Regions from separate parts of the Mus musculus genome. Here all the other regions are linked to region 6. A link is a contact called in public ChIA-PET, HiChIP or PLAC-seq and promoter capture Hi-C data. All regions are on one chromosome and are shown on one strand. Each heading gives the region's core, a stretch centred on a gene start, on an enhancer-like site or on the middle of the called end of the contact. The rest is flanking DNA. Distances are from core to core; before and after follow the strand shown.

What was found. Promoter capture Hi-C pulls out the DNA fragments that hold promoters and counts their contacts. ChIA-PET counts read pairs in DNA pulled down with a chosen protein or histone mark. HiChIP or PLAC-seq counts read pairs in DNA pulled down with a chosen protein or histone mark. Capture Hi-C pulls out chosen DNA fragments and counts their contacts.
Region 1: a contact with region 6 is called in an HNF4G HiChIP or PLAC-seq map of pancreatic cancer cells. The contact joins the enhancer-like site here to the promoter of Luc7l in region 6. A contact is called at or near these places in 5 of 39 promoter capture datasets (cranial neural crest, fetal liver, frontonasal cranial neural crest and 2 more), 1 of 484 Hi-C or Micro-C datasets (nephron progenitors), 7 of 115 datasets of contacts at active chromatin or transcription factors (the SCID.adh cell line, cardiomyocytes, embryonic forebrain and 2 more) and 1 of 9 other capture datasets (adipose tissue).
Region 2: a contact with region 6 is called in a promoter capture Hi-C map of pre-B cells, with 6 times the contacts expected there. The contact joins the promoter of Ciao3 here to the promoter of Luc7l in region 6. A contact is called at or near these places in 6 of 39 promoter capture datasets (the C10 cell line, erythroid cells, liver and 1 more), 12 of 484 Hi-C or Micro-C datasets (CD4 T cells, brain, cerebellum and 6 more), 1 of 115 datasets of contacts at active chromatin or transcription factors (pancreatic cancer cells) and 1 of 9 other capture datasets (adipose tissue).
Region 3: a contact with region 6 is called in an H3K27ac HiChIP or PLAC-seq map of embryonic stem cells, with 4 times the contacts expected there. The contact joins the promoter of Mettl26 here to the promoter of Luc7l in region 6. A contact is called at or near these places in 4 of 39 promoter capture datasets (the C10 cell line, the HPC-7 cell line, embryonic stem cells and 1 more), 2 of 484 Hi-C or Micro-C datasets (cerebellum and liver), 10 of 115 datasets of contacts at active chromatin or transcription factors (bone marrow-derived macrophages, effector CD8 T cells, embryonic forebrain and 4 more) and 2 of 9 other capture datasets (liver and pancreatic islet).
Region 4: a contact with region 6 is called in a promoter capture Hi-C map of adipose tissue, with 5 times the contacts expected there. The contact joins the promoter of Atp6v0e here to the promoter of Luc7l in region 6. A contact is called at or near these places in 16 of 39 promoter capture datasets (the 3T3-L1 cell line, 3T3-L1-derived adipocytes, the C10 cell line and 10 more), 2 of 484 Hi-C or Micro-C datasets (regulatory T cells and trophoblast stem cells), 9 of 115 datasets of contacts at active chromatin or transcription factors (the SCID.adh cell line, astrocytes, bone marrow-derived dendritic cells and 6 more) and 2 of 9 other capture datasets (adipose tissue and liver).
Region 5: an RNA polymerase II ChIA-PET map of memory CD8 T cells shows a contact between it and region 6, with 10 read pairs. The contact joins the promoter of Antkmt here to the promoter of Luc7l in region 6. A contact is called at or near these places in 4 of 39 promoter capture datasets (the C10 cell line, liver and pre-B cells), 2 of 484 Hi-C or Micro-C datasets (the N1E-115 cell line and regulatory T cells), 3 of 115 datasets of contacts at active chromatin or transcription factors (memory CD8 T cells, microglia and pancreatic cancer cells) and 1 of 9 other capture datasets (liver).
Region 7: an H3K4me3 HiChIP or PLAC-seq map of forebrain shows a contact between it and region 6, with 5 times the contacts expected there. The contact joins the enhancer-like site here to the promoter of Luc7l in region 6. A contact is called at or near these places in 2 of 39 promoter capture datasets (cranial neural crest and liver) and 7 of 115 datasets of contacts at active chromatin or transcription factors (astrocytes, bone marrow-derived macrophages, cardiomyocytes and 4 more).

Annotation. Positions count from the first base shown.
Region 1 is chr17:26,614,580-26,618,670 of GRCm38.p6, reverse strand. The region is part of intron 3 of Ergic1 (endoplasmic reticulum-golgi intermediate compartment (ERGIC) 1); the gene reads right to left. Among named protein-coding and RNA genes, the nearest start is that of Gm41553, 25 kb to the left of the region's middle. Within about 2 kb of position 1,785, at least 58 of the 459 cell types and tissues checked have an H3K27ac peak or open chromatin away from gene starts, as enhancers often do. A contact at or near this core is called in adipose tissue, liver and pancreatic cancer cells, where this site is marked.
Region 2 is chr17:25,771,730-25,775,650 of GRCm38.p6, reverse strand. It overlaps Ciao3 (cytosolic iron-sulfur assembly component 3), which reads right to left and starts at 1,875. Exons shown (of 11, transcript NM_026238.4): 1 at 1,764-1,875; 2 at 510-605. The coding sequence starts at 1,829. Gm41550 (a long non-coding RNA gene) reads right to left here. Exons shown (of 3, transcript XR_876684.1): 3 at 3,107-3,241.
Region 3 is chr17:25,873,685-25,877,962 of GRCm38.p6, reverse strand. It overlaps Mettl26 (methyltransferase like 26), which reads right to left and starts at 2,463. Exons shown (of 6, transcript NM_026686.2): 1 at 2,237-2,463; 2 at 1,841-2,003; 3 at 1,684-1,743; 4 at 1,401-1,468; 5 at 1,224-1,302; 6 at 800-1,013. The coding sequence starts at 2,433. The coding sequence ends at 966. It overlaps n-TGccc7 (a tRNA gene), which reads right to left and starts at 2,875; the gene lies at 2,805-2,875. It overlaps Wfikkn1 (WAP, FS, Ig, KU, and NTR-containing protein 1), which reads left to right. Exons shown (of 2, transcript NM_001100454.1): 2 at 1-335. The coding sequence ends at 273.
Region 4 is chr17:26,674,629-26,678,785 of GRCm38.p6, reverse strand. It overlaps Atp6v0e (ATPase, H+ transporting, lysosomal V0 subunit E), which reads right to left and starts at 2,390. Exons shown (of 4, transcript NM_025272.2): 1 at 2,208-2,390. The coding sequence starts at 2,311.
Region 5 is chr17:25,790,091-25,794,228 of GRCm38.p6, reverse strand. It overlaps Antkmt (adenine nucleotide translocase lysine methyltransferase), which reads left to right and starts at 1,835. Exons shown (of 5, transcript NM_145410.4): 1 at 1,835-2,176; 2 at 2,553-2,657; 3 at 2,743-2,883; 4 at 3,246-3,296; 5 at 3,451-3,729. The coding sequence starts at 2,015. The coding sequence ends at 3,681. It overlaps Ccdc78 (coiled-coil domain containing 78), which reads right to left. Exons shown (of 13, transcript NM_001165929.1): 13 at 3,716-4,119. The coding sequence ends at 4,017.
Region 6 is chr17:26,250,507-26,254,377 of GRCm38.p6, reverse strand. It overlaps Luc7l (Luc7-like), which reads right to left and starts at 1,468. Exons shown (of 10, transcript NM_028190.3): 1 at 1,287-1,468. The coding sequence starts at 1,347.
Region 7 is chr17:26,692,953-26,696,896 of GRCm38.p6, reverse strand. It overlaps Atp6v0e (ATPase, H+ transporting, lysosomal V0 subunit E), which reads right to left. Exons shown (of 4, transcript NM_025272.2): 3 at 1,413-1,542. The coding sequence ends at 1,449. Among named protein-coding and RNA genes, the nearest start is that of Atp6v0e, 19 kb to the right of the region's middle. Within about 2 kb of position 2,521, at least 52 of the 459 cell types and tissues checked have an H3K27ac peak or open chromatin away from gene starts, as enhancers often do. A contact at or near this core is called in forebrain, where this site is marked.

The sequences.
Region 1 (4,091 bases), core at 536-3,035, 360 kb before region 6:
GGCCTCCATGCTTAACAATCTGGTCAAATGGAAACTTCCATTCAGCATGGAGGCCGCAGTGACTGGTGGGTGGGAGTGGGAGGGGAGGTGTATGAGGCGGCGGGTGGGTTGACCAGTAAGCCTCAGGAACCTTGGCTTTTAAACCCTGACTTCTAAAACACAGGGAAAACACAGCTGCTGCCTACTGGGTGGATGCCCTCCACAACCAGCTGCCCAGCCACCCCTCTTCCTCCTGGCAATCATCGGACTCCTTACCAGGGTCTGTGGCTCACACTCACCCCTCCCCAGACCCACCTTTCAGGGATGATCTGTCGCTCTGTGCCCAGGAGCCTTTAAACCTCCCATCGCTAAGGGTGAGGATGTTCTTGGTGACAGTCTAATCCCAACCAGCTACAACTGAGACTCAGTTCAGGGGTGCTGGGCGGGATGGCGCCCCCCACTCTTCTCTTGGATAAACTCCTAGTTTCCCCAATTTTGGCTCAGTACAGGGATGTTTTAGGAACCAACTCAAGGTAACCTCCAAGCTCCTGCTTCCTGAAGTGGCCTCTTCTAGTTTGCCACCTAATTCTACAGGGGAATCTTGAGTCTCCCAGTCCATAGGTTTGAAGTTTAATTTTAATGTACTATCACTAATGAGCGTATGTGTGACGTGTGTGAGTACGCACATGGAGGTCAGGGGACAAGTTTGTGGAGTGGAGTAGGTCCCAGGGACCCAACTCAGGCCATCAAGCTTGTATAAGAACAAGCTCTGCCTGCTGAAGCTTCTGTCCCTAACCATCAATAACTTTTACCCAAAAGCTGTGGCTTTCATGACTTGAGGCTTTAAAACATGCCCCGCAGAGACACGGGAGGGATGACGGGGTAGGGTGCCCACGCTGTAGGTGTGCACAGGTCCTGGGCTTAGACTCTGCTCTCCCTTGCCCCTTTTATGAACCTTACAGGTTTTTAGCTTCTTGGTGCCCCAGTTTCCTCCACAAACTTCAAGGGGTTTTATAAAATGTTGAGGCAATCATTGGAAGATGCTAACCTGGGCATATGAGACTAGCATTACAATACCTAGAAAGCACCAAAAGAGATATTATGTTAAAACTGAATCCCATGGGACACCTTCTTTCCCCATTGTCACCAGCCTGGCCAAAGCTTGGGTTGGAAGTCAAGCACACAAACAAACCCACCTCCCTCTAACTCTATGGGGCCAGAAGGAGCACCTCACGTCACTGGCAGCCACAGGCCAGGGCTGCGCCATGACCTCGTTTCCTTGAGTTATGAACATCTTCATGGCAAGAGGGGATCCCCTGGCCCTCTGTGGGAGCAAAGTCATCAGACAGGACCAGTGGCCTCCCGAAAGAGAATGAACCCCTCTTCAGTTTCCCCCTAACCTATATGCTTCCCAGGCAGGGCTGCCTCCATAGAGAAAACCTATATGCTTCCCAGGCAGGGCTGCCTCCATAGAGAAAACCTATATGCTTTCCAGGCAGGGCTGCCTCCATAGAGAAAGGGGCCCAATGGGGGCAAAGCAAACATTTCCAGGCTGTAGTGTTAAGTCTTGGGCCTGCCTGGACCCCTGACAAGTCAGTACCATGGTAAGGAAGCACAAGAAGGGAGGGACATTAGGCTCCCACCAACAGCAACAAGTAGCCAGCGGGCCAGGCTTGAGACTCTTCAGCCCTCTTCCTTCCTCCTGGGACCACAGCATCCAGGAGGTAGGAAGAGGAAGTCCCTGCACAGGGAGGGGTATGATGGGGAACACACTGTACTCTGACAGCCCTGCCCTAGGTAAACAGTGGGCAAAGTCTACTGTCTGGGCTTGCTTGAGTGGCCCAGTCTGCTACACAGCCTTTGCAGGCCCAAGCTCTGACAACAAAGGTCACTTGGGATGTGGCCATGCCTCAGTGCTGAAGGCATGCCTTCACTGGGCTGAGCTGACTAAGGCTTCCTCAAGTGTTACGGGGGAAACACAGAGGCACCAAGAGACACAGTCTGTCAGGTGACAATGTCCACAGGCTTTGGGTTAAGTACTCTTTACCCAGACCATCCCGTTTAATCTTGAGAAAGCACCAGGCCCGTCCTGTGTCCTCCCTCTCCCAGCCTCACTATCTCGATCCACCTCATAATACTGTCCCACTACTCCCCTGTGGTATTGCAATGACATATTAGATGTTCAAGTAAGATGAAGACAGTTTGAAGTAGATAGAGGAAGACTGTGAGTGGTGACATCCAACTGTGTGTGATTCCAGTCCTCAGGAGGACAGCCTGGGCTACGTAGTAAGACCTGGTAAGACTCTGTCACAGAAAGCAAAACTACAAAACCAAAAGGCTGGAGAGAAGAGATGGTTCAGCGGTTAAGAGCACTGGCTGCTCGAGCAGAGAACCCAGGTTCACTTCCCAGTATCCCTTGGAGCCTCCCAACCCTCTGTAACTCCAGTGCTGAGGGATTCGATACCCTCTTTTCTAGACGCTGAAGGCACCATGTATGCACATAGTGTATGCACATACCGTGTATGCACATAGTGTATGCACATACCGTGTATGCACATAGTGTATGCACATACCGTGTATGCACATAGTGTATGCACATACCGTGTATGCACATAGTGCACAGAAATACATGCGGATAAGCATTCATATGCATGAAATAAAAACAAATCTCTTACAGAAAAAAATAAAATGTACATAAGAGGATTATATGTAGCTTTATGTAGATGATATGTATATTTATGCAAATCTCCTATTGTACTGAAATATTGGGACCTCTGAAGTGAGGGTCCCAGAAACGAATTCCCAAAGGTAACTATAGTTAGTTAGAATAACTGCAGTATATTTTGCTTGTGTCCACAGCCAGCAGACACAGAGGCACTGTAGTGAGAGAGCAGCTTTAGGAGCACACAGCCAAAGCCCAAAGCCATAGGACACAGAGAGGATGCTCCCCATGGTCACAGTCACTTGTTGGGGACTGTGGGGGGACTTCTGATGATCCCTACATGGTCTGTTATCATGGAAAGCACCAGAGCTGGAAGTGGAGTTGAAGTCTGATCTACTCTCACTTCTTTGACTCAGAGAGGTTCAGGAACTTGTCAGGGTAACACAGCCAAGTAGTATCCTGATTCTGGGTCTTCTAATGTCTTATTGTTCTCTCCACAGGCCCATGAAACTCCCTGGGTTAAAAGTGTCAGAGCCGGGTGTGGTGGTGCACGCCTTTAATCCCAGCACTTGGGAGGCAGAGGCATTCGGATTTCTGAGTTCGAGGCTAGCCTGGTTTACAAAGTGAGTTCCAGGACAGCCAGGGCTACACAGAGAAACCCTGTCTCAAAAAACCAAAAACCAAAAAAAAAAAAAAAAAAAAAAAAAAAAACCAAACCAGTGTCAGAGTGACAGCAGGGCAGATGCTCCCACATCAGTGACAGGTGGGCAGCTACATCCAGATGTGAGCTAAGACCAGGTGAACCCAGCTTCTCAGAACTCAGGAGCCACCTCACTTGATCACTGTGGGCAAGTACTGCTACTTCATATAACTTCAGTTTCCCCATAAAAAAGGGGCTGTTTGGTGACAAAGGTAATAAGATCCAGCTGCAGCCATGACGCCGGTTTTTAGCTTCCTATTGTCTCATGGCTGAGAAGGAAGCAAAGGAAACCAAGACATTCCAAGAGTAGAAAGAGAAAATTCCAAGGCTGGGCAGAAGAGAAGGGGGTGCCAGGGCCCAGCCCCATGACAGTTCCACAAACTGTAAACACAGCTACAAAGAGGCTTTGAAGCATGAGGTCAGGACCCGACGCAGGAGGGTTACCAGGCTGGGGATGACAACTAATTCTGGAATCAGGGATGGATGACTGTGGTATTAGATGCCAGGAAACCCATGCTGACTCCTGAACGTGGGCCTGAGAAACGAGAGGGGCTTCCAGGAGGACCACCTTGCCCTCTGTGAGGAAGCTACCTGGGTTGTCTGAGCACCTTCCAGCTACAACATCAAAGGACTCATGGAAACCCACTGGCCAAACTCGGGGCCAGTGGTGATGAGTGGGTGATTCTACTCTGCCTGTGAACCTGGGCATCCCAGGCCCGAAGGAATGTGAATGGTATTCACAGAGTGAGG
Region 2 (3,921 bases), core at 626-3,125, 480 kb after region 6:
TATGCACACCCATTCCCTGAACCTGCCCAAGGTTCCTCCCCTATTCAGAGGTCCCATGGCTGGGCCTCCCTTCTCAGGGCAGTGGCGCACGGTATTTTGAAGGGGATTCCTTAGAGTGCAAAGGGCAGCCAGGCAGGGTTAATTTTAACAGACATCAGGATCTAACTTTCAGATTAGAGGGAGGAGGGGCTTGAGGGAACCAACCCCCTCAAAATCTTATGCTACTAAACGTAGGGGGCAAAGGAGGAGGGGAGGCTCCTCCTGCCCCGTGCAGAACAGGACAGACTGGCTGCTCACCATGGCAGCCCTGTTCATCATCTCAGCTCCCCGTGGTCAGTGAATGTGACCAGTGAGAGAGCTGGGGAGATGCAGTGAGTTTCAGGGTGGCCACATCTGCGACTGGGAAAGGCAGAAGAAGATGTGTGTTTCAGATCCACACCCCAGCCTCCCTCCCCCTCCTGCCACCGCCAGCCCCCAGCAGGGATGTGGTGAGACCTCAGGGTCCTTACTTGGTTCACTTGGAAGTAACTGCCATCGTCTTCAATGTGGATCTTGGCTATGCCACTTCCTGGCTTCTTAGCCACCTTTACAGGCTTGATGCAATTCTACACCAGGAAAGACCCCACACCAGGCTCTATTAGGAGAAAGCAACTTGGACGGGGGGTGGGGAGGGTGGGGAGTGGGGTGGGGGGCTGGGTATGGAGGGCCTCAGGGATGGTTGGCTACCGGCCATAGAGTGAAGCTCACCACCGAGGCCAATTCTACCACCTTCCTGCCACTGAAGCCATGCTGAGCTCTGGTTGCCCACCCTTCTCTGTACAAGGTGAGGAGAATGCCATCAAGGCCACTCTTTCTCCAGAATCACCATGAAATCTGCTACAAACTCTATATGCAAGCTAATGCAAGAAGCCCTGACTAGCCTGCCCTTCCTACGTGCACATAGCAGCACACCCCCGGAGATCAGAGTGTCAGAGGCCTGGCCAGACAGGAAGGCTTTCCTTGGAAACATCTAGAGGTCACCTCCATCCCACGACCACAGATGAAACTCCATGTCTCTCCCCTTCTCTTGGACATCTCCTGTTATCGCTTCCTGAACCTTGGTGGCTTTCCAGAAAAGGGCCAGTCTCGGGTAAGATGGCCCAGTTCATCCTGTCCGTGTGGCAGCTCAGCCCGTCTTTTATGGGTCATGGGACTTGGCTAGCTCTGGAGACAAAGGAAGACCCAGCAAGGGCAGCAGCTCCTGTTTTCAGGGCGGTCTGTCTGTATCCCTCTCTCTTCCTCGAGGCAACGTCAGGAACATTAGCTGTGGCTGTGGCCCAAGTGGACATCAAACCTGTCCCTTCAACATGGTCCCTGTCCACAGAGATGACAACTGGCTCTGAGAGAGGAGTGGGAAGGGATATCTCACAGGTGTGTGGAGGCTAACTCAGCCCCACCATGTCTCTGCATCACCAGCTGGGTGACACTACTACAACAGTAACTTAAGATCACATAACAACAAGTCCCCCCACCTTTTTTTTTTAAACACTAAACCTGCCTGTCACCACTAAACACTCCCATGGTCCCAGGGATCGCTCCGGGCCCAGTAACCGCGTTGTCTGGCCCTCCCTGGCCTCAGTTGTCTGTGTTTGTGAAAAGGGAACTAGACTGACTGAGGCCCTGGGTCCTGGGCCCTGGGAAAAGACACAGACGAGAGAGGTTTCCCGAGGTGCACGGCCAGGCTCGGACCCTCCTCCTGCCCGACTCGCCCTTGGCCGGCCCACCTGAGATGGCCCGATGAAGTCGTCCAAGTCGGTCAGCTGTAGTGCCCCACTGAAGGGCGACGCCATGACAGCCTCACTGCCGCCGAGTGTCACACGGGGGTGTCGCAAAATGACACCAAAATGACATGCAGTTCCGCCACTCTGCCGGAAAACGCAAATTCCAGCGCATGCTCATTTCTCTCCGTCAACAAGCTTTGAAAAGCGTGCGCGCCCTCTGCCGGCGGCCTTGAGCGCTCGGCCCAGCGGACTCAAGCTGCAAGTTCCACAGCACAGCGTTCGGTCTCCCTTGCGTCCCTTGGTTGTGGTGTAGCAGGGTAGCAAAGACAAATAACGCAAAGAATGTAACTAGAGACTCAGAGTCTCTCCCGCTTCCCGTAGGGGTCGGAATCCGGATTTCATTCATCACCTTGACCTAGCAATACTCAAGGAAGGTTCCAGATGCAGTGGGCAGGAGAACACAAAATTAACTTTGATTCACTGGAATGCCTTGGAATGGGCTTACCAAAAAATGAGATAGACAAGTGCTGTTGAGATGTTAAGACTGGAGTGTGGGAGAACATTTACAGAAGCAGGTTCTTGGACTGGACCAGGGCCAAAGGACAGTTTCTGTTTGCCAGGAGGATTCTTGTTTTAAATTGGATATTTTCTTTATTTACATTTCAAATGTTATCCCCTTTCCCAGTTTCCCTCCCTCCCTCCTGGAAACACCCTATCACATCCTCCCTTCCCCTGCTTCTGTGAGGGTGTTACTCCACCCACCCACCCTCTCTCCCCTCCCCTCCCTCAAAGTCCCCTACACTGGGGCATCTATCAAGCCTTCATAGGACCAAAGACCTCTCCTCCCATTGATGCATGACAAAGCCATCCTCTGCTACATATGCAGCTGGAGCCATGTGTACTCCTTTGTTGATGGTTTAGTCCCTGGGAGTTCTGGGGGGTCTGGTTGGTTGATATTGTTGTTCTTCCTAAGGGGTTTCAAACCCCTTCAGCTTCTCCAGTCCTTTCTTTAATTATTGAGGACCCCGTGCTCAGTCCAACAGTTGGCTGCCTAGCATCTGCCTCTGTATTTGTAAGCCTCTGGCAGGGCCTCAGGAGACAGCCATATCAGGCTCCTTTCAGCATGCACTTCTTGGCATCCACAATAGTGTCTGGGTTTGGTAACTGTATACAGGGTTGCTGGGAGGATTCTAATGCTGGAAGGAGGGTGATACATAGATCCCTGGAAATTCAAACTCACCACCACCACCACCAAACCCAAGTCTATTAGAACAAACCCAGTGGACGGCTGGCAGATGTGAGGCATATCCAAGGCCCAATAAGAGAGACAGAGCAGAATGGCCTGGAACAGTAGAAAGAATGAAGTCCTGGTGTAATGTAGGTGATCCCTGAAGACATTACAATCAGTGGATTTCATGAAGCCAGTCACAAAAGGCCACACGTGTGACACCATTCAGCAAAAATGTCCAGGACAGGCAAACCTGCAGATGGAAAGCTGACCTCAGGTGTGGAGAAGGTTTCTGATCAGGGTGGTTAGAAAAGTCTTTAGAATAGATGCTGCACACGTGAATGTCATTTTTCTTTTAAACAGAATAGGGTTTCTCTGTGTAGCCCTGACTGTCCTGGAACTCGCTTGGTGGACTAGGATGGCCTAGAACTCACAGAGATCCATTTGCCTCTGCCTCTGGAATGCTGGGATTAAAGGTGTGTGCCACCATGCCTGGCTTTGTAACATCATTAATGTCACCAAAATGTCTACTAGAAATGGTAACAATCAGGCTGAGACGAGAGTTTGTTTGTTTGTTTGTTTGTTTCTTTGTTTTCAAGACAGAGTTTCTCTGTGTATCCCTGGCTGTCCTGGAACTCACTTTGTAGACCAGGCTGGCCTCGAACTCAGAAATCTGCCTGCCTCTGCCTCCCAAGTGCTGGGATTAAAGGCATTCGATACCACACCCAGCTGAGATGAGAGTTGATGTAGTGTTTGCTGTGCAGACATGAGGAATGAGTTGAGTGTGACTTGTAACATTAATGTAAAAGCTGAACACAGTGACATGTGCTGCCTGTAATCCCACTGAGAGGGTAGAGACAGGGAGAGCCCTGGGGCCCATGGCCAGCCACTAGCCAGCCAAGCCTGCTAACCTGAGTTCAATCCCAGGCCCTG
Region 3 (4,278 bases), core at 1,214-3,713, 380 kb after region 6:
TTGGATGATGTGCTAAAGGACGACAAGATGGGCCTCAAGTTCTTGGGCACCAAATACCTGGAGGTGACATTGAGTGGCATGGACTGGGCCTGCCCATGCCCCAACGTGACAGCTGTCGATGGGCCACTGGTCATCATGGGTGAGGTTCGTGAAGGTGTGGCTGTGTTGGACGCCAACAGCTATGTCCGTGCTGCCAGCGAGAAGCGAGTCAAGAAGATTGTGGAACTGCTCGAGAAGAAGGCTTGTGAACTGCTCAACCGCTTCCAAGACTAGTTTTATGCACGATCCCCATCCCTGCCCTCCTTCCTGCTGAATAAATGTCCTTGCCTGTGGGAGTCATAGCCTCTGGGTCCCTTCTAGCTGCAGCGCCCCCACCCCCACCCCCACCAGCACCATCTCCACCCCACTCCCACCAACACTATCTCCACCCCACTCCCCACCCCCACCAGCACCATCTCCACCCCACTCCCACCCCCACCAGCACCATCTCCACCCCACTCCCACCAACACTATCTCCACCCCACTCCTCACCCCCACCAGCACTGTCTCCACCGCACCCCCACCAGCCCTATCTATTCAGTTGGAATCCTTCCAGTAGATGGAGCTTCCAGTTCCTAGTTGAGGTCACCAAGTAGCACCAACTCACTCTTGGGAGCCCTCAGACAGACATACAAGCTTGTCTCCAGGGACATAGGAGAAAGTCAGCTCAGTCCTGCTTCAGCTACACCCACCCCAAGCCCTAATCATCTCCCAGACCGGTCCCCTTTCGCCCTCTCCCAGGTATTCCCAGCAAGCAATGTGGTATAGATAGCCCACAGTGGGCTGGAAAGGATTTATTTTAAGGCCCCTTCAGAACAGGTTCTCTACAGCCCTGTGGCCACCAGACCAGGAGGGGCTAATTTATCCCAAGGACTGAGGGAGGGGCTGAGGTCTAGCTTGTACCGTGACAACTTTTGACAGAGATGCTATTCTTTCCGAAAAATCAGGCACTTGTTGTTGGCTGGCATGTCCACCTGGAAAAACGCTTTGCTGGAGTGACTTGGTTTTTTTTTTGTTGTTGTTGTTTTTGGTTTTTTCGAGACAGGGTTTCTCTGTGTAGCCTTGGCTGTCCTGGAACTCACTCTGCCTCCCAAGTGCTGGGATTACAGGCGTGCGCCACCATGCCAGGCTGGAGTGACTCTTAATCACAGGGAGGCTCCCCACCCCCACATCGCCCTGCCTACCATCCTCTCCAGGACCAAGCCACTGGCCTGGCCTAGTTCCTCCAGAAGGACTGTGTCACGAAGCCCCCACTCTGGGTTCCTGCAGTTGGGGAGGAAGGTAGAAGGCATTTGCAGAGTTGAGGTTATGATCCCGCCTACCCTCTCTCTGAGCCAAGCTACCTCCTAGCCAGATCTGACCTGCATCTGAGGGTCAGGTCAAAGTCCACGTTGCTCTGGGGAGAGATCTTCCCATTGACGGCATAGGGCTGTGAGAACAAGACACAATACATAGGCCCAAAGTCAGTCGTTCCCACACAGCTAGTTTGCAGGATAGGATGGAGTTCTTTCCATAGGAGTATAGAAAGAATAACTTTTTTCTGCACTCAAGAAGGAAAAGGGCTAGCTAGGTCCCGGGCCCTGGGCTTCAAGAGTGGGGAAACACCCAAGGCTGATAGGGGTGTCTTAAGGTAGGGTCACTCACCCCGTAGGTGATCAGCACAGCCTTGGTTTTGAGCAGGTGTCCTGCTGCTCTAAAGAGCCCCTGCAGAGGAAGGCAAGTAGGGCACAGTAAGCCGGGAGCTGGAGACTCATGCTTTCCTCTTTGCAACGTGAAAGCTGGGCTCCACAGTGGTCCCCACCTCTGTGCAGTTCAGGGGGCTGATGTGGATCATATTGATGCAGAGCAACAGGTCCAGCGATCGGGGTGGGATGCCGCCCCATTGCTCCCACTCCCAGGTCACGTCCAGGTACAGCGGAGCCTTCACATTGGACAACCCTTGGGCTCGGGTGGTGGCGGCAATGCTGTGGAGAGCAGCAGCGCATGGGCAAGGGCTGACGAGGCCCCTCAGTGATCGGGGTGTGGGGGGAAAGTCCTGAGGAGCAGCAAGCGGGTATCTTTGTCGACCCTACAGCCCATTGCTTCTACTACCTCAGTCTGGCACCCAAACCTAGGCCTGTCCTGATTTCCGGTCTGCCAGCCCCGCCGTTCACTCAGCCCCAAGCGGCCGCAAGGGAAAGACACCGCGCCGCCGCACCTGTCCAGGCAGCGTTGGTCCACGTCCGACGGCTGCCACTCGGCATTCGGGAAGGCCTGTGCAAAGTGTGCCGCGTGCTGTCCAGAGCCCGAGGCCACCTCGAGCACGCGAACACAGCGCTGGGCAGGATCCACATACTGGCGGAGTACGGACAGGATGGGCTCCTTGTTTCTCTCAGCAGCCGCAGCCATCATCATCGCAGCGGTGCGGCCAGCCCCAGCCAGAATGCGCGCGGGGCACCACGGGAGCTGTGGTCCAGCTCCTGCGCGGGGCACTACGGGAGTTGTGGTCGAAAGGGCCAGCCGCTTGCAACAGTATAACTGTTAGGAGGCCTCTCAACTCCTAAAAGGGTTTGCATCTGCGGGAAACTGATTCCGGCGGCCGGGATTTAGCGGTGACTTCGGACAAGGAACAAGGCTCGAGTAGAGGCTATGGTTTCCTGGAGTCTTTCAGCTGTATTTGTTTAAAAGCTCATTTGTTGCGTTTGCGCCTCACCTTTTTTGGAATGGTGTTTAAGATTGCAAGGCATCCTTCCTTTTCAGAGATGAACGGGAAAATAAAAAGAACATGCGCCGCCCGGGAATCGAACCCGGGTCGCAAGAATGGGAATCTTGCATGATACCACTACACCAGCGGCGCTGTTGAGCGAGACTGCAGTCCGTAGGGCATACGAATTGTGACGCAAGCATGTTAATGTAACAGCATTATGCCTGTGTCTTTTCTGTTGCGCTCCGTTTCTCTATTGGCAAGCGTTTGCAGAACAACATATCCCACCAGATCCCAAAGTGTTGTTGCTGTCGTCCAAGGGAAAGGAGAAAATGTGGGTACCGTGAGATTTATAGACAGGATTTGGTTCTGCGCCATGGAAACCATAGCGGTCGCGATCTCTTGGAAGCCTGAGGTCGCGCTCAGGTCCTGAGGTTCAACAAGCCAAGCCTTGTGGGCATGGGCGGTAACAGAATGGAGCTTGGGGAACCCAGATGCAGGAATCCTCGGGTCTGGGACACTTTGGGCTCAGATGAGCTTTGTGTGACGCTGAGACGGCTGGCATTAGCTCGAGGTCCACGGATAGATAGCAGGAGGCGGTCAGTGACTATTGAAATGAAATTCGAAGCGACAAGTGCACGGACAAGGGTACTTCTCTGATTCTCACCTTTGTGTGGTTTGAAGTGGTTCATTTCTCACAGGGGCTGGATTTTAGAAAATGTCCGAGACGTTCACGCTTGATTGCCAACAGTTAGTTCAAAGGTTGCGTGGGCTACTCTGCCCCATACTACATCATGGAGCTCAGGGTTAAACATGGCTCCTGCTTGGGGCTGTGTTTGAGGTGTCTATTCAGCCGGAGTGACCAGGGGTGTGAGTGTAGTCAAACTGTTAAACTATGTGAGTGACATGGCCCAAGGATGAGATATAGGGTGGCCACTCTAGAAATGCCTCTGAAAAGTTATCAGTCCAGACTCGGGGAAAGTCCTGAAGTCCAACCCCTCACCCACTCTGAGCAGCCCCTGACAGATGGTTATGGATGTCTGACATTGGTAGTGACCTTGACTGGACCTGAGTCAGACTCTCCCTTTTACAGCCTCAGCCTCTGCATACCTGGCTTGCTTTTCCCATAGATTATTCGTGGGATTTTGGGCAGAGGAGCTGGGGGTGTGAGCATCTTCCATATGTCCAAGTTCAGGAGAGGTCGTGGATGATTCTTTCTCTCCATCAAAGTGCAACACTGTTCTAAACATGCCCTGTCTCAAGGAGAGCCCCTGGAAGAGGGCCTGGGACAGCCAGGGAGCTACTTAAATTTCAACTGGGGCCTGTTGGTGGTGGTACTGGAGAGTCAGAGGCTAGTCCACAGTGAGAGAAACTGTCTGGAAAACAAAACAAACAAAACAAAACAAAGAATCAAAATTAATTCTTTTTTTTTTTTTTTTTTTTGGTTTTTCGAGACAGGGTTTCTCTGTATAGCCCTGCCTGTCCTGGAGCTCACTTTGTAGACCAGGCTGGCCTCGAACTCAGAAATCTGCCTGCCTCTGCCTCCTGAGTGCTGG
Region 4 (4,157 bases), core at 1,141-3,640, 420 kb before region 6:
CACCCCCACGGCTGCCACACACAAACACAGGAAAAAAATCATCAGAGTTCATTAAGCAGGTCAGTTCTTGTATAACTTAAAAAAAAAAAAAAAGACCTTTTGATTTACAATCTTTTGGGAAGGAGGATGTAGAAGGGACCTGGTATTAATTAATCCTAAAACATCCATGTTTCAGTAAAACCAAGGAACATGGAAAAGCTAACTAAGTCTTCCAAGGTCACAAGAGCTCAGTCACCTTGGAGCAGTGTTTCCTAAACTCTAAGCCTATAACTCCTAGGAGGCACCATTTCAAGACCTGCTCAATCCTGCCAAGAGCAAGAAAAACAAGGATTGCAGTGGAGGCTGCAAATAGGCCCCAGATATGATCTCACTGCAGGTCAAATAGAACCTGACTGTGGTGAGCACCAGGGGTTTCATTACTCTGCATAACAGGAGGGGCACCTGATGCCAGGATGGGGAGAACAGAGTTTTAAGAAAGGAGTGGCCCAAACTAGGCACGTTAATGAAAGCTATTCTGGGATGAAGGCCAGAAAGACAGACAGTGGTGGAACGGAACAGGGTTGGTTTAAACACAACAGAGACATTTTGTTGTCTAACTCCAAGAGGAAAAAAAAAGTGTCTAAATGGACTCAGTACTCAGTTACTACAAATTACTTTGATAACTGCAGAGCCCAGATACCACATCAGCTGCTGTAAACCGCAGATGACGCTGTAGGACTGTTACTGAGAAGTGGAGCCTCCCTGATGCTTGCAAAGGACAGATATTCACCTATCATTTCCCTTTCAAAAGCCATTTAATTGCGACCTGGAGAGATGGCTCTTTGGTTAAGTACACTTGCTCTTCCAGAAGACCTAGATTCAAGTCCCAGCACCCACGTGACAGCTAATGACCATCTGTAACTCCAATTCCAAGGGATCCAAATGCCTCTGTGGACATTGCACGCATGATGCCCTTACATACATGCAGCTATACACTTATATACATAAAATAATACATACATCTTTAAAAGTGCTTTCTTAGGCTAATAGAAAAAACACTGTTAAAAGTCAGTGTATTCCAGACAGTAATAGAAGCCAATATCACAAAACAGTAAAACTTCAGCTGGGCGTGGTGGCGCACACCTTTAATCCCAGCACTTGGGAGGCAGAGGCAGGTGGATTTCTGAGTTTGAGCTAGCCTGGTCTACACAGTGAGTTCCAGGATGGCCAGGGCTACACAGAGAAACCTTATCTTGACCCCCCCCCCAAACAAACAAACAAACCCCCCAAAGCCCCCCCAAAACAAAGAAACCCACAGTAAAACTTTCTCTAATCAAAATGGCCCACTCAGTAAACATTGTCTACTCTACAAAGTGTTGTGGAGCTAAACACTATGTACCCACCATTCAGTGTCTAACCATTAAAGCAAGAGACGTTTCTGACACACTACTACTTAAGATCAAGTGTCACCTCCACATGATCTTGAGTGAGAGGGAAAAAATTACTTAATTCAAAAGAGGAACTAGAAAGAGGGTGCCCTAGGCTCCTCTGAAAAGGTTTGTTTTTACACTGCAATACAGAAGTTTATCTCCAAACAGAGAAAACGGTATTCTGCAAACCTTAGATGGGGGAATGAAAATCTTGGCCAACCACTGTAAATACTGTTTACAAGTAAGGGCAGGAGCGCCCTGGAAGGTATGACGCAGAGGTTTCTACACAATGCCTTCAGCTCTGGGTGATTTAACCTCGTTTAGATCAGGCTCACCCTGGCTTGGGTTGGGCCCACTAGCTGCAAAGGCTGAACTTAACGCTCTGCATCAAGCTTGTCTGAGTCCGAAACTGCGACAGCAAGGGGGCGAGAGGGAGATTTCTGTTCTCAGATCCCTTTCTTTGAGGTTTAGGCAAAAAGCCTCCCGTGCATCAAAGACAGAACCAAAGCAGCGACAGTGGCTTGGGAGGCGCCCTAATTTCTCTTCAGTCGAAGTGCACACTTTTAGTCCATCAAGACAAAAAGCACTCCCTAAAATTCACTTCCGGGAGGGGCCGCCAAAGGTGACCTCACCCTCCAGCCGGGGACGTTGACAGGCTCTGAGGAGCGCATGCGGTCCTCCCCTCTGTGGTCCACCCCGCCTCATCCTCCCGCCGTAGTCCTCCACGTACGATCCTTCTCTCCGTGATCCTCCCACCGGGGTCCTCCGCTCCCACCACCTTGGACCTGGCGCACTTACCCCCGGTTAGGACCCTTGGGGATAAACCAGGGCACGAGGAGGCCCACGAAGCCCCAGAACACGCTCATCACGATCAAAGGCACAGTAAGGCCGTGGTATGCCATGCCTGCGCCCCAGCAGCCGAATCGGTCCGGAGCCTCGCTCTCGTCCCACCCGGAAGTGTCAACAGAGGCTCACGTGATCGGCGCGCTAAAGCCCCGCCCTTTGCGCGCGGCGTGACTCGACCGTCGGACTCCGCCCCTTAGACTAGAGCCCCGCCCTTACCTGGCTAGTCTCAAGGCTGTGGTTCCATGGGGCTTGACTGAGATGAACCTCCAGCCACCGGGGAGGGGACCAGCAGAGTTTTCTGGAAAGAACTTAGGCCCATTTTGGTGATGTGTCATTTACAGTTTTATCTATATTTTACGCGCAGACATAAATAAGTAAAACCTACAATAGTGGACTACTGTTCTAGAGTCTTGTATGCTAGGCTCCTGCTTTGCATTCTTCCATAGCCCATGAACTACTCACAATCGCCATCTCTGCTGCAAGTGAAGAATCACAGTCGCATTGTAAGTAACTTCACGGTTGTAAGGCTCTTAATCGTTGGTGCTGCTGTGTGTCTTGTACAGAGTGCCAGGGTCTGAGTTACAGAAGTAAATCTGACAGCCATCTGAGAGAGGTCACATCTCCAGAGAAGATGGACAGCTGAGGATGACCAGGCCCTACTTTGCATTCCCGCCAGTTGTCACAACAGTTTCAATAAGAATAGGAATTATCGGGGCTGGTGAGATGGCTCAGCAGGTAAGAGCACCCGACTGCTCTTCCAAAGGTCCTTAGTTCAAATCCCAGCAACCACATGGTGGCTCACAACCATCTGTAACAAGATCTGATTCCCTCTTCTGGTGTGTCTGAAGACAGCTACAGTGTACTTACATATAATAAATAAATAAATCTTAAAAAAAAAAAGAATAGGAATTATCACCGGGCATCGTGGAACACGCCTTTAATCCCAGCACTCAGGAGGCAGAGGCAGGCAGATTTCTGAGTTCGAAGCCAGCCTGCTCTACAGAGTGAGTACCAGGACAGCCAGGGCTACACAGGGAAACCCTGTCTCGAAACAAACAAACAAACAAACAAGAATAGGAATTAGCCAGAAATATCATTGTGGCTCGCCAGAATTGTAGGCTCATTGCACCATGAACTTCCTGAGACACAGAGGAGGGGAGCAATTCTTGGAGGTTTTTTTTTCCCTTGGGGCCAGGGACTTGCTATGAGGAACACAACAGCTCCCAAATGCTGGGATTGCCAGTGAAGCACCATGCTGAGCTGAGGTTGGTTTTGCAGAAGCTTGCAGACAGAGCAAGATGAAAAGGGAGATCTGGCAGCTGAATCCAGTGTGCTGGCTGTGGATCCATTTCCCCGTAGTAGCCACCTCTCCTGATTTCTTCATCAAGTAGAATGGATTCCTGAATTAATTGGACCCTTCAGCAGCTGTACCATCTTTGCAAATGATTTTCAGACTTTAACTGAGCCAGCTGTAGTGGCCGCATACTTTTAATCCCAGAATTTAGAAGGTGAAGGCTGGCAGAACCATGCAGTTAGGAACAGGCCAAACTAGACTCAGAACTCAATTTGAAGTGGAGGTCCATCTATTGGTCATGTCTTGATAGTCACTCAGCTCACCATTAGTAATCTGAAATAATTTGTTTCTTTAAAATAGTCATGTAATTTATGTCAGGTGATGGTGGTACACACCTTTAAAAGCAACACTCAGAAGGCAGAGGCAGGTGAATCTCTGTGGATTCAAGGCTAGCCTGGTTTACAGAGAGATTTTTAGTCAACCAGGACTATACAGAGAAACCTTGTCTCCAAAACCAACCAACCAAACTAACTAACAAACAAAATTCATGGAATTTGGATGCCTATGTAGCAACTCACAAAGCACATTTATATTGGAATATGTTGGTA
Region 5 (4,138 bases), core at 586-3,085, 460 kb after region 6:
TAGTGAGACCCTGAGCAGACAAAGCCTGTGGCTTGAAAGACCTTGAGTGAGGTGTGCGCTGGTTTTCTTAGGACGTCCGTCAGATTTCTTCTGCCTCTACCTCATGGCTCCTGGGAAACAGCTTCAGCTCCCGTGCTGTGCGGAGTGAGAGTGGAGTTCTGGAAATGCGTGACCTCCCTCTAAGGCTTTCACCCATCATCAGTCCCAACAGACTATTCATTCAGACTGGGAGAGTGACAAGGCTGTGCAGAGACCAGACATATGGTTCCTTGCCTCAGACTATGACAATGGTGGTGCCACACCCTACATAGGCCCCCGGAATGGCTTCTTTGGGATATTTATAACCAGATAACTTAAATCACATCTGTGTAATCTGAGGGTGGACAGAGAGCATGCTCCTTTTCCATAGACTGCTTCTGGAGAGGGAAGGGCACTGAGAGTCCGAGATCACTCCTGAAGAGTAGGCCATTGCATTTTCTCCCTCCATATCTGCCTCTGAATCGGCCCCTTGCTACTACTTCTCTTCTCCCCAAGCTCCATGGAGTGCTAAGGATTTAGACCCTTGTCTTTCCATCTGGTAGGGGAAGGCTGGTCCAGTGGCCTCAAGTCTGCTCTAGGGAACAGGTGGTGAAGACTCCAAACAGTAGAGACAGAGACAGCAAGGAGGATGGTGTGTATAAGCAGGACCCAAATCACAGGAGCTAGCCTGGGAAAGCCTTGCGAGGAGCAGAGACACCTCCAAGTAGAGCCCTGGCAGCTGAGGAGCAGAGTGTGGGTGCCAATGTCAGGTCAAGTTGCCAGGGCTTCCTGGGTGCTCTTGGTCTTAGAGTACTGCCAGGAGCAGCAGACAGGAATAGCTATGTCCAAGCAACCCTGTCTAGAATTCAGTGTGTGGGAGGGCTCTGGTATAAATCTTCCGGTGGCCAGGTTCTGAGCTGGATGGAGCAGAGCCTCTCTGCAGAATACATGTACACAGAATACATGCTGTCTTGCGACACCTGTCCTGCAGATGGTTTTGGAGGGTAACACTCTGTGCCTGGGCGATAGGGTGGTGGTATTGGGCATGTTCAGTTTGGAAGCCATCACCGTCTATGCTAGGGATAGCCGAAGAGGCCATGAGTGAGCATAGTCAGGGAAGATCTACCATTCTCAGACAGTTAGCCTTGATGTGGGTGGTCGGGGTCCAGCAGCTTGACTCAAGGCTCTATCTGTTTCCATGCAGGGCCTTACTAAGAGTCACTCAACCCTTTATTTTTGAAAGAAGGAGATCTTCCGGACTCCTGGGCTGTCTTCCACCCTAGGCTGGGCCCTTTGCCAGCACCCAGTCGCTCACATCCGGCCCCCTCCCTCCGTACTCACTAGAGAGCCAACATCTGTCTCTAGCTGCCCGCCCCTCTCCTTCGACCCCAGAATACTCTCTGTTTCCCGCCTAATTATTGTCGCGGAAGAGGGGGAGGGGCGGCTGGAAGGACGTCCTCTGTGGTTTGCTTCTGGATTTTTGGTAGGCTTTCAGTCATTTCTTGTCTTGATCAACAGAATTTGCGTGAGAGTGCCTTTCAGTTATAGACCCTGGCTATAACCCGAGGCTGCCGGCCAGCAGTACAGCCTCAGGGGGATTTAGAACAGATTCCATTCCATGTGGTTGTCTGTAAAGTGGACCCTGAAGCTGACCGCTGTATGTCTCGGACCGTAGACCCACTCGTGGCAAACCCTGTCATTCTCGCCCATCGCCTGGGTCATCGCTACCCCAAACCATCACCCGGAACCCAAGGAGGGTCCCCCGGATGGCTGGGCGGAAAAGAATGAATGTCGGACTGGCCTCGGAGGCCTCTTCCACTTCCGGCGACTGATCGCAGCGGATACTTAGATTTCTGCAGTTGCGGCTGCGGTTGGCTGGCGTACGCTGCAAGCGGATAGAGTTTGGCTCAGGCTGGGGGCAGCGGGGAGGGCAACCGCTTCCATTACCGGCCGGGAGCCTTGGGAAGTAGGACCTGGAACTGAGTGTCTGTCAATCATGGATCAGGACGACCCAGCCGAAGCGTTGACTGAGCTACGCGAGAAGCGGCTGGGCTTGCTGGAGATAGTGCAAGCGGCGGCAGGCTCGGGATTGGCCGTCTATACTATATGGGCGCTGCTGCTGCAGCCGGGCTTCCGCCGGGTGCCTCTGAGGCTGCAGGTGCAGCGTTGAACCTTGGAAGGAAAGGGGCCAATACTGGTGCAAGCCAAGGTTCCATGGGTGGGGTCAAGGCTACTGTAGGTAGCGTAAAGATGGGCGGAATCAATTATGGCGCGGGACCTAACCCGGGAACCCGATGTACGGAGAGTTGGGACCAGGAAGTTGCGGAGCCTGGGTCTTTCGTCAAGACCAAGTCTAAATGAATGAAGCTGGGATTGAGTTACTTAGGGGGTACGGGCCTATGACTGGAGAGTGGGCGGGGCTCACTGGATGGTATCAATTTAAGAAAGGAAATCTAGTAGGCTCCCATCGGCCCCCAAACTGGTGCTTCTGCCTGTGTGATTTCTAGCCTCAGCCCACCAAATTCCTTATTCAGGTGCCCTACGTTGGCGCGAGTGCCCGGCAGGTTGAGAACGTGCTGTCACTGTTGCGAGGCCGCCCTGGAAAAATGGTGGATCTAGGCTCTGGTGATGGCAGGATCGTAAGACCTGTGTCTATATATTCGTTGTCCCTCTGGTGGTGGCCCCATTCCCTTCATCCAGATCCCACACTCTTGGCTCCCATAGGTGCTGGCGGCCCACCAATGTGGTCTCCGTCCAGCTATGGGATATGAGCTGAACCCGTGGCTTGTGGGACTTGCACGGCTGCATGCCTGGAGAGCCGGTTGTTCTGCGAGTGTCTGCTACCATCGAAAAGATCTCTGGAAGGTACCCTACCAAACTTGATACCCCTCCCTCCCCCTCCCACTCTCTTTCTTTCCAAACTTGATTTTCTTTACCCTCCCTCTTCCTTTCATTTTTTTTTTTTTTTTGAGATGTGTGTCCAGGCTTATCTCAAACTAGCCTTGGATTATAGGCATCAGACCTAGTTTATGCAGAACTGGAGATTAAACCCAGGGATATGTGTATGCTAGGCAAGCACTCTGCCACCTGAGGCACACCTCCAGCTCCTGATATCTTTATCTCCCAAGTTTCATGCTCTGAGTGGCTATTATGTGGATATCTGGGTGGGCTAGAGGCCCTACCTTGGGGACTGCATGCCCTCCAGCCTTTACCCTTGTTTTCTACAGGTGAGCCTCAGGGACTGTCACAACGTGTCTGTGTTCCTGGCTCCCAGTGTGGTAGGTTTTGGGTCTGTTGTCCTGCTGGGAGATCAGGGCCACAGTCTTGGCTCTTGGATGCTCTCGGGCCTGGAATATGTTCTGGGCTCAGCTGGATGGGGCAGCTTTTTCTGACCTGCTCCTGTGTTCTTTTCCCTCCTGTTCTTTCCTACAGCTCCAACTGCTGGAGGACAAACTGCAAGCAGAGCTCCCTGTGGGGGCCCGTGTGGTATCTGGACGATTCCCCCTTCCCACCTGGCAGCCTGTAGCTGTGGTGGGCGAGGGCACTGACAGAGTTTGGGCCTATGATGTCCATGGTTCTGGGCCAACTGTGTCTTCTTGTGGGGTGCCCATCAAGGCCATCCCAGAGTCCAGTTCTACCTTAGTCCCTAGAGCCCCTGTTTGACAAACTGGCTGACTGGATAAAATAAAGACTCTGTGGGTTCAATCCTGACTTTTGTTTGTTCCAGGAATCACTTCCTGGGGCAGGGTGTCCAGAGGGTTCCATGCTGGCTGTAAAGAGATTTCTTTTGAGATTTTTCTGGGAGACTAGCTAGTGACTCTGAGTCCTTGGGCGCTGAGGCCTAGTGGAAGATACAGCTTTTTTTTTTTTTTTTTTTTTTTTTTTGAGACAGGGTTTCTCTGTATAGCCCTGGCTGTTCTGGAGCTCACTCTGTAGACCAGGCTGGCCTCGAACTCAGAAATCTGCCTGCCTCTGCCTCTGCCTCCGGAGTGCTGGGATTAAAGTCGTGCGCCACCACTACCCGGCGAAGATACAGCTTCTACTCCTTGGGGATCTCCAATATTCACCAACTTCCTCAGTTTCAAGATTTCCTGCTTGTACCTGATTGGAATGATAAATC
Region 6 (3,871 bases), core at 219-2,718:
CTTCAAGAACTCAGCTGCAGAATTTTATGCCCGCTGTTGAAAAGTTTTAAAGGAAAAGTTTTCTTGCCCACACCTGCAGTAAGGAAGTCGGGGAATGATACATAAAAGTAAAGGCAAAGTGGTATGTGACAAATTCTAAGGCTATCTGTGTACAGGACACAGTGCTGTGTAATAGTCAGGGAGAATATACTTCAGGATTGGCAAGCATCCAGGATTAATGTCGTGTCTTTTTACTGAAAATGTTTTCTTTCTAAACTACACTTTTAAAGTTACTTGTGGGAAAAAAGCAAACACTTTTTTGTTATAACAGCTTAGAAATTGGTTGTGACTCACGGCTCGATGAACATGAGGCTTTTCTGCAACTCCCTTGCAGATTGATGTAGGCAGGCAAAGATACACTGAACCTTTATAAATAAAATAGAGGGGCCACAATTGTTCAGTTTGTATGAAATAAAAATATGGGAAGCAATTCAAAAGCAACTCAACATACAAAGAAAGCTAAAAGCACGTATTGACCTATGAAATGGTGCAAAGAATCTGCACAGCCCTGTGAAATGTGCCAGTGTGAAATTACAACTTTATTACTTTAGTAAAAATGAAAACACAAACCACAGCAGGGATCTAGCTTTGCTAGGATGCAACTGCTTTTTCCTGAGACACCACCATGATCTTGCACGCCTCCTTACTGAACCAACTACCTAATGAATGCCGAGAGGTGACTAAACCGAGGCTAATCTGTGAGGCAGGGGAATGAAGGGAGGGAAGACTAGAAAAGTACGCGGAGGGAACCCACGTTAGAAATGCTCATTTGCGGCTCCCCGTGTAACCGTATGGAGCAAGAACGCCCGGGTTTTCGAAACCCGTCCAGCTCCTTCGGGGATCGCCTCTCCTCCGAAGAGTATCAGAGAAATTCCGCCACCCGGCAGCCAGCACCCCGGAGCCCGCGCTGGTTCCAGCCCTTCGCCGACGCTCCAGTTTGCCCGGCGGCGCCGAGCCGCCGTGCCGACCAAGAGGAACTCGCATGACGGAAAACGAGAAGGGGACAGAGCCCCACCGTCGGATCGGACTCTCAGGAAGGAGGCAGCCCGGACCAGTAGAACGCGGCGGCTGCGAGAGACTCGCAGGCCAAGCAGATCAGACAAAGGCCCCGAGCCTGGGGTCAGCAAGCAGGGGAGAAAAATGGCGCCCCGCGCAGACGCACGCTGTCACGGCCCTCACCTCAGGCTTCCAGGCGGCCTCGCCTTGCTCCCACCCCGCCCAGAGCCTGGGCCACCGCTCAGACTCACCGTCCCGAGCCGTGCCCATGAGCTGGTCCAACAGGGCCCGCATCTGCGCCTGGGCGGACATGGTGGCCAGTGGGGACGGCCGAGAAGCTCCGCACAACTCGACCAGAGAAGCCGCAAACAGCGACGAGGAAAGACGCTCCTATCAGCCTGAAGCCCGCACGGCGCTTTCCGGCCGCGGGGAATGCTGGGAGGAAGTTCTTTGGCGTTGATGCAAGGCCTGTCGGGAAGTGTACAGGAGTCGCTGAGTGGAACGGTCGCAAATCGTTCTAAAGACTAGATCAACTAAGCTTGATTTTGGCCGGTCGTGGTATGCCTGTAATCCCCAGGATCAGGCTTGAGTAGTTCAAGGCCAGCGTCCTGGGTGTCAGGCTACCCTGTGGAAGCGTGGTCTTTGTGAGACTAAGATCCTACCTCCTGTTTTTTTTTTTTAAAAAAAAAAAAAAAAAGGGCTGGAGAGACGGCTCAGCGGTTAAAGGCACAAACTGCTCTTCCAGAGGTCCTGAGTTCAGTTCCCACCACCATCTGTAATGGGGTCTGATAACCACTTCAGCTGTGTCTGAAGATAGCTACAGTGTACTCATATAAATAAAATAAATAGATCTTTATTTTAAAAAAAGACTAGATTAAAAACTCCACCACTAATTTTTATCCTGGTTCCTGAAACATCAAATTCTCTGCTCTAATGAGACTTTAGTCAAACAAATAAATTAAACTTGAGGCAAAGGCCTTTAATCCCAGCGCTGGGGAAGGCAGAGGCAGGCACATCTCTGAGTTAGAGACTAGCCTGATGGTACAGAGCAAGCTGCAGGATTGCCAGAGTTACACAGGGAAAAGCTGTCTCAAAAAACAAAACAAGGGGGCTGGCGAGATGGCTCAGTGGTTAAGAGCGCCTACTGCTCTTCCAAAGGTCCAGATTAACGAAATCTGATGCCCTCTTCTGGAGTGTCTGAAGACAGCTACAGGGTACTTACATATAATAATAAATCTTTAAAAAAAAAAAAACCTAATGATAAGTGAATTTCTAGGTTATATCTCAGTTCTTTTTGTTTGTGTAATATAGTCTCATGTTGTCCATGCTGACCTTGAACTTATTATGAAACCAAAGATGACTTGCATTCCTGACCCTCCCACTTTCCCTTCCTTACCAAGTGCTGCAATTACAAAAATGTGCAAATGTGCTTGCCTCCATTTCTTCTGTTGGAGACAGAGTCATACACACACACACACAGAGGCCAGGTTGGACTTGAACTTGCTATCCCTCTGCTGCTCAGCCTCCAGACCATTGAGATTATCAGCACATGCCATTACACTTGGTCCATTTCTTCATTTACTCTCTATAAAACTATATTGCTTATTTCAGTGAAAGTTGAAATGCTAAGTCATATTAATTACATGCTTATTTATTTATTTATTTTGTTACTCCCCCCCCACCCGCGCTCGACTTCTTCCTCTTGCTCCAGCCCCTAGGTTCTTTATTATTTGTTTTCATTGTGGATGATTGTGAGCCACCATGTGGTTGCTGGGATTTAAACTCATGACCTCCAGAAGATCAGTCAGTGCTCTTAACTGCTGAGCCATCTCACCAGCGCAATTATGTGCTTTCTAAAATGGATAGGTGTTAATGTATAATTTTTTACCCACAGCACATGAATTTAGGAGAATGTACCAAAATCCACGACTTGGACCTTTGAGCAGATTATGAAATTCCAAGTAAAGAAAGAGACCTGTTTTTTGAATTAGATGTAAAAAATATTTTGGATGTTGATTTATCAGTGCTGCAAAGTACTAATTGCTATTGAGAGTAATGTTACATTTGTAAGTTATAAAGCAAAATAATTAAATATGCACTCTTTTACATATATATGAAACTGGGGCTGGAATGATGGGTCAGAGGTTAAGAGCACTAACGTCTCTTCTGTGGGTCAGCACTGCTGAGTTCAAATTCCAGCAACCACATGGTGGCTCACAATCATTCGTTATGAGATCTGACGCCCTCTTCTGGTGTGTCTGAAGACAGCTACAGTGTACTTACATATAACAATAAATAAATCTTTAGAAAAAAAGAAAAAAACAACTTTAAAAAATAAAACTGGGCAGGGGTGATTCGTGTCTGGAAGCTGGGGAAGTAGGTGTTGGATCTATAAAGTTCAGGCTAAGGGATTTCTTTTGCTACTAGGAGGAAAAGACCACTCTAAAATGGTAGACTTTCATGACAAAGCTACTTACTCTATATAAATTGTATAAATGTCCACCCTGAGACAGACAGTTTTGATGATCTAGCCCATGTGTTTGTTAAATCGTTCTCCGTTCTCTCGGATGCTTATGTGCTCTCCGTGGGGGTTGGCGTTTGTACTCCACACAGAACCTAATAGTACAATATTTGTTTTATATCACAATTCCCTTTGAACCAGAGTTAGAAATGTTTGGGAGCCGTCATGTAGGAGCTGGGAACCAAACCAAACCAAACCAAGAACAGTAAGGCTCTAACGCGCCAATTTCTCTCATCTACAATTCCCTTTCTACAGATTTCTCCTGGCCCTGCCCACTTACTATTTCCAGCTGACACACATGGCTTTGTTCTGATG
Region 7 (3,944 bases), core at 1,272-3,771, 440 kb before region 6:
GGTGCAGAGCTGCTTAGAACCTAAGACCAAATGTTCTTATTCTCCACGTTCCTGGTTTTGTAACTCAAGGGATCTTTGGTGACCCTGACCCAAGCTATGAGCATACACCTTATATTACATCTCGAAGGGTATGTTATTAAAACTATTTACCTTAGGTTAAAGAAACAAAAGCTGAGCCCGCCACAGCTCAGAACTCTCCTTAGCTTCTAGACAAATGACAATCTTTCTCAAGAAGTGCTCAGAGGCTGGAGATATGGCTTAGTTTCTTTAAGAACACTGGCTGCTTTCTTGAGTCTGGCTCCCAGCACCCATATGGTAGTTCACACAAGTTTCAGGGGATCTGATGCCCACGTCTGGCCTCCTCGGGCACTTCAAAAATGTGATGCGAAGACACACATGCAGGCAAACATTCATACATATAAAAGTAAAATAAATATGTACATAAATAAAGTCGTTTCAAAAAGCATGTTAAGAAAATGGCTCAGCTCTGTTCTGAACACTTGACACTAGCTTCCATTTAACAAAGTAACAGAGGGGGCTGGAGAGATGAGATGGTTCAGTGGTTAAGAGCACTGACTGCTCTTCTGAAGGTCCTGAGTTCAAATCCCAGCAAGCACATGGTGGCTCACAACCATCTTCTGGTGTGTCTGAAGACAGCTACAGTGTACTTACATATAATAATAAATAAATCTTAAAAAAAAAACAGAGAAAAGGAATCAGATGACAAGGGACCTGCCACTCAGCCAGTGGGTAAACTTTTGCGCGCTGCCACTGTTTACCACCTGGTCTCAGCATCAAATGAAAGCTTCCGTCTTGAGTTGACTTCCTCTTTGTTTTGGAGTCACTCTGTAGCTTGAGCTGGTCTAGCCCAGGCTGGCTTTGAACTTATCATCCCCCTGTCTCTGAAATCAATGCTGGAATTACGGGCATATACAATTCCCAACCTTCAGCAGCGGATTGTCTCCCTTTCCCCAAAGCATTCTAAGACATTAATTTTCAATAGTTTAGCCATTTCTTCCCATTGTTAGGTGCTGTTAGACTAAGACTACCCGCTTTCTAATCTGCTGGGAGCCTGCAGGGGAGCTTACGGTCTTGAACCACGTGCACAGGTGTATCAGAGGACGAGTGCTGAGGATCTCAGCAGGTGGATGGGGATCCCAGGGATGCAAGAGCTTTCACCCTCTGCACCATCTCTCCTGCACCAAACTTTAAAAGGGTAATAATACACACAAAAAGAATGGTTTGCTCTATTATTTAGAATATATATATATATATAAATAATTTTTTTTAAACCAGTCTACTCTTCGGCTATCTCAGCTGTCTTTAAATGGCCATGAAGTTCTGAGGGCCATAGCAAACATACTAGCTGACTGGCTGTCAATGTTCACAAGAAAGGGCAAGAACATAGTCACCTCAGTGCCTAGGCACTGTGCAGCGCGTCTTCATCCTCAAGGCCAGTGGTACTTCAGATACCAGATGGTTTCATTTTTCAACTGTGGTCCAAACAGAGGATTGAGCTGTGCCAGAATTGCAATCAGCCAACTAAAATTCATGGGGAGGAACAAAAGCAGAGAGTTGTGAAACTGGCTAGAATACAACCATTTTCATATATGATTCAAAAACCTTGTTAGTTCAACTTCAGTGTAGTCCATTCAGACAAAGCCTTCACTACACATTGTTCTCCTGGGACCACAGAACATCTCCCAAGTTGCTTTGGGTCTTTATTTGAGACAATCCACAAAGCAGGGAGGCTCCATCACAGCTGAGTCTCTGCCTTTTCTCCACAACTTCATGACTATGCCAAACACCTGAGCTTTCCCAAATTCAAGACATCTTTGCCACCAAGTCGGTTCACCTCATCTCAGTTTGTCACTATTAAAACTTCCAGGCAAAATAGATTTATCTTCTCCAGTGTGCAGACATTTAGGTACTATTTTAGGGGTACAGTTAAGATCTGATTTCAGCTCCCGAGATTCCTAATCACCATCACAATAAAACATGTCAAAGCATTTTGTGGGCCCTACCACATGGAACCAAATGGGCATTTACTTCTGCATCTAACTCACCAGGTGCACCTCTGTCTGTATTACCCACAAATTACAGAGGAAATACAAGCATCTCACGTTGCCTCAGAAACTAGAGCAGCACAGGTTTTTCTTATGCTGTTCACAAGGCTCTGTATAAGCCATTTTATATCTGATGAGGTAATTCACAGGCCCAGTGACATCTGAGAACCAGGCTAAGGACAAAAGCAAGGAATAACAAGAAGAGAAGCCTGCAGGTGTCCGGCTATTCAACCATTCTGTCTTACTTACTGAGCAAATATTTAATGAGCAATTACTAGGTCCCAGGCCCCAGCAGCAGAGGGAAGATGACACGTCTGTCTCCTCGGAGATCTTATGTAATATTAGACGGTAACTAGAGAGAGGAAAAGCAGGGGAGAGGGATGTAAACGGGGCTGAAAGGGTGGCTAAGCAAGAACTGAGCATCTGGAGAGACTGGACTGATGCCGAATTCACACTGCCTTTAGTTCCTATCCAGATTGTCTATGGAGGGAGGAGTGGGGGTGAGTGTGTGTGGGGGTGCAGAGTACTGGTAAACAGGCCGTGGAAGAATGAGTTTCAGGGGCATGACCCCGTGTTATCAATCTCTTGAATGTAGTCTAGGGGGTTGCTTTCTGAGGAAAAGGAGAGAAATAGTCACAGTGGTCTCAAACTCCTGTCCAAGAAGGGGGCCAGTCAAACCCAACTAGGCCATTACCAGGCTGGGTCTCTTCTTCCTTTGGCTGTCATTTTTGGAATCCTTCCAATCATAAGACCAAAAGGCTGATTCTATCAATAACGCAGAGAGTGCTAGAGAAGCAGGCAGCACAGCGTCAGGAGCAGGCGCCCACAGACACAAGGTGTGTGCAGCTCCCCAGCCCACAAAGGTTGTTTTGTGATGAGAAACATGATACAGAAGGAAACCAGGCCAAAACAGATACTTTAAGGTGACTCACTTTACGAACAAAGAGTTAATTCAGATGAGAGTCTCTAATCACCCTTAGAACTAGGGTATAAAACATAAACACAAGACAAAACCTATCAGTAAGGCTCCATACAGACAGGCAGGCAGGCAGACAGACAGACACATACACACACAGTGCTGGGGTTACGGATAACACAGGTGGACATTGCACTGCAGAAAAGCTCTGAGAGTGGACAGAGAGTCATGGAAAATTCCAACCAAGCCCAGGGTTTCCCTATTTCCCAGCAGGAGAGGCAAGCTGCCTGCAGGAACAGCTCCGTGTTTCATAAGAGACTGAGCTAACTGGCAACACTTAGAAACATCAAATTAAGAAGATAAATTAGAGCCCGCGCTGTCCCCGTCGTCCTTCCTCACCAAGAGTGTGTAGAAGGCAATTAAAACATCATCTCGGGGCTGGGCAGATGGATCAGTGGTTAAGGGCAAATGCTGCCCTCCCAGGGGACCCAAGCTTGCTTCCCAGCACCCATACTGGTCAGCTCACCATTGCCTGTAACTTCTAATCCAGATACGACACCCTCTTCTGGTCTCTGCACTAACACAGAGACATAGACAAAACCCTCCCAGCATTTCAGGGGTGGAGGGTGTGTGTGTCAACCTCAGACTAGTCATCCAGGAGCTTTTCTGAAAATCCTTGGAGCAGGACAGAAAGAGAAAATTAAAGCTCTGTGGGAAGGGAAAGGCTGGTTGAAAATCTCTCACTAGTAGCACAATTAACAAGGTTTGCTGTGAAGACTACCTACATAGAGACAACACTCCTCTTTTACAGAGATTATTTCAAATAAGAGCATTAAACTAGGAATGAACTATGCAGAAGGCCAAGGTATATTTGACCTTTGCCTTTAATCTTATCTCTTTCTTAGCTGTAATCTGTGACTTCCTGTGGTTCTCACCAATAAGACTAGGAGTTTGTCTATAGT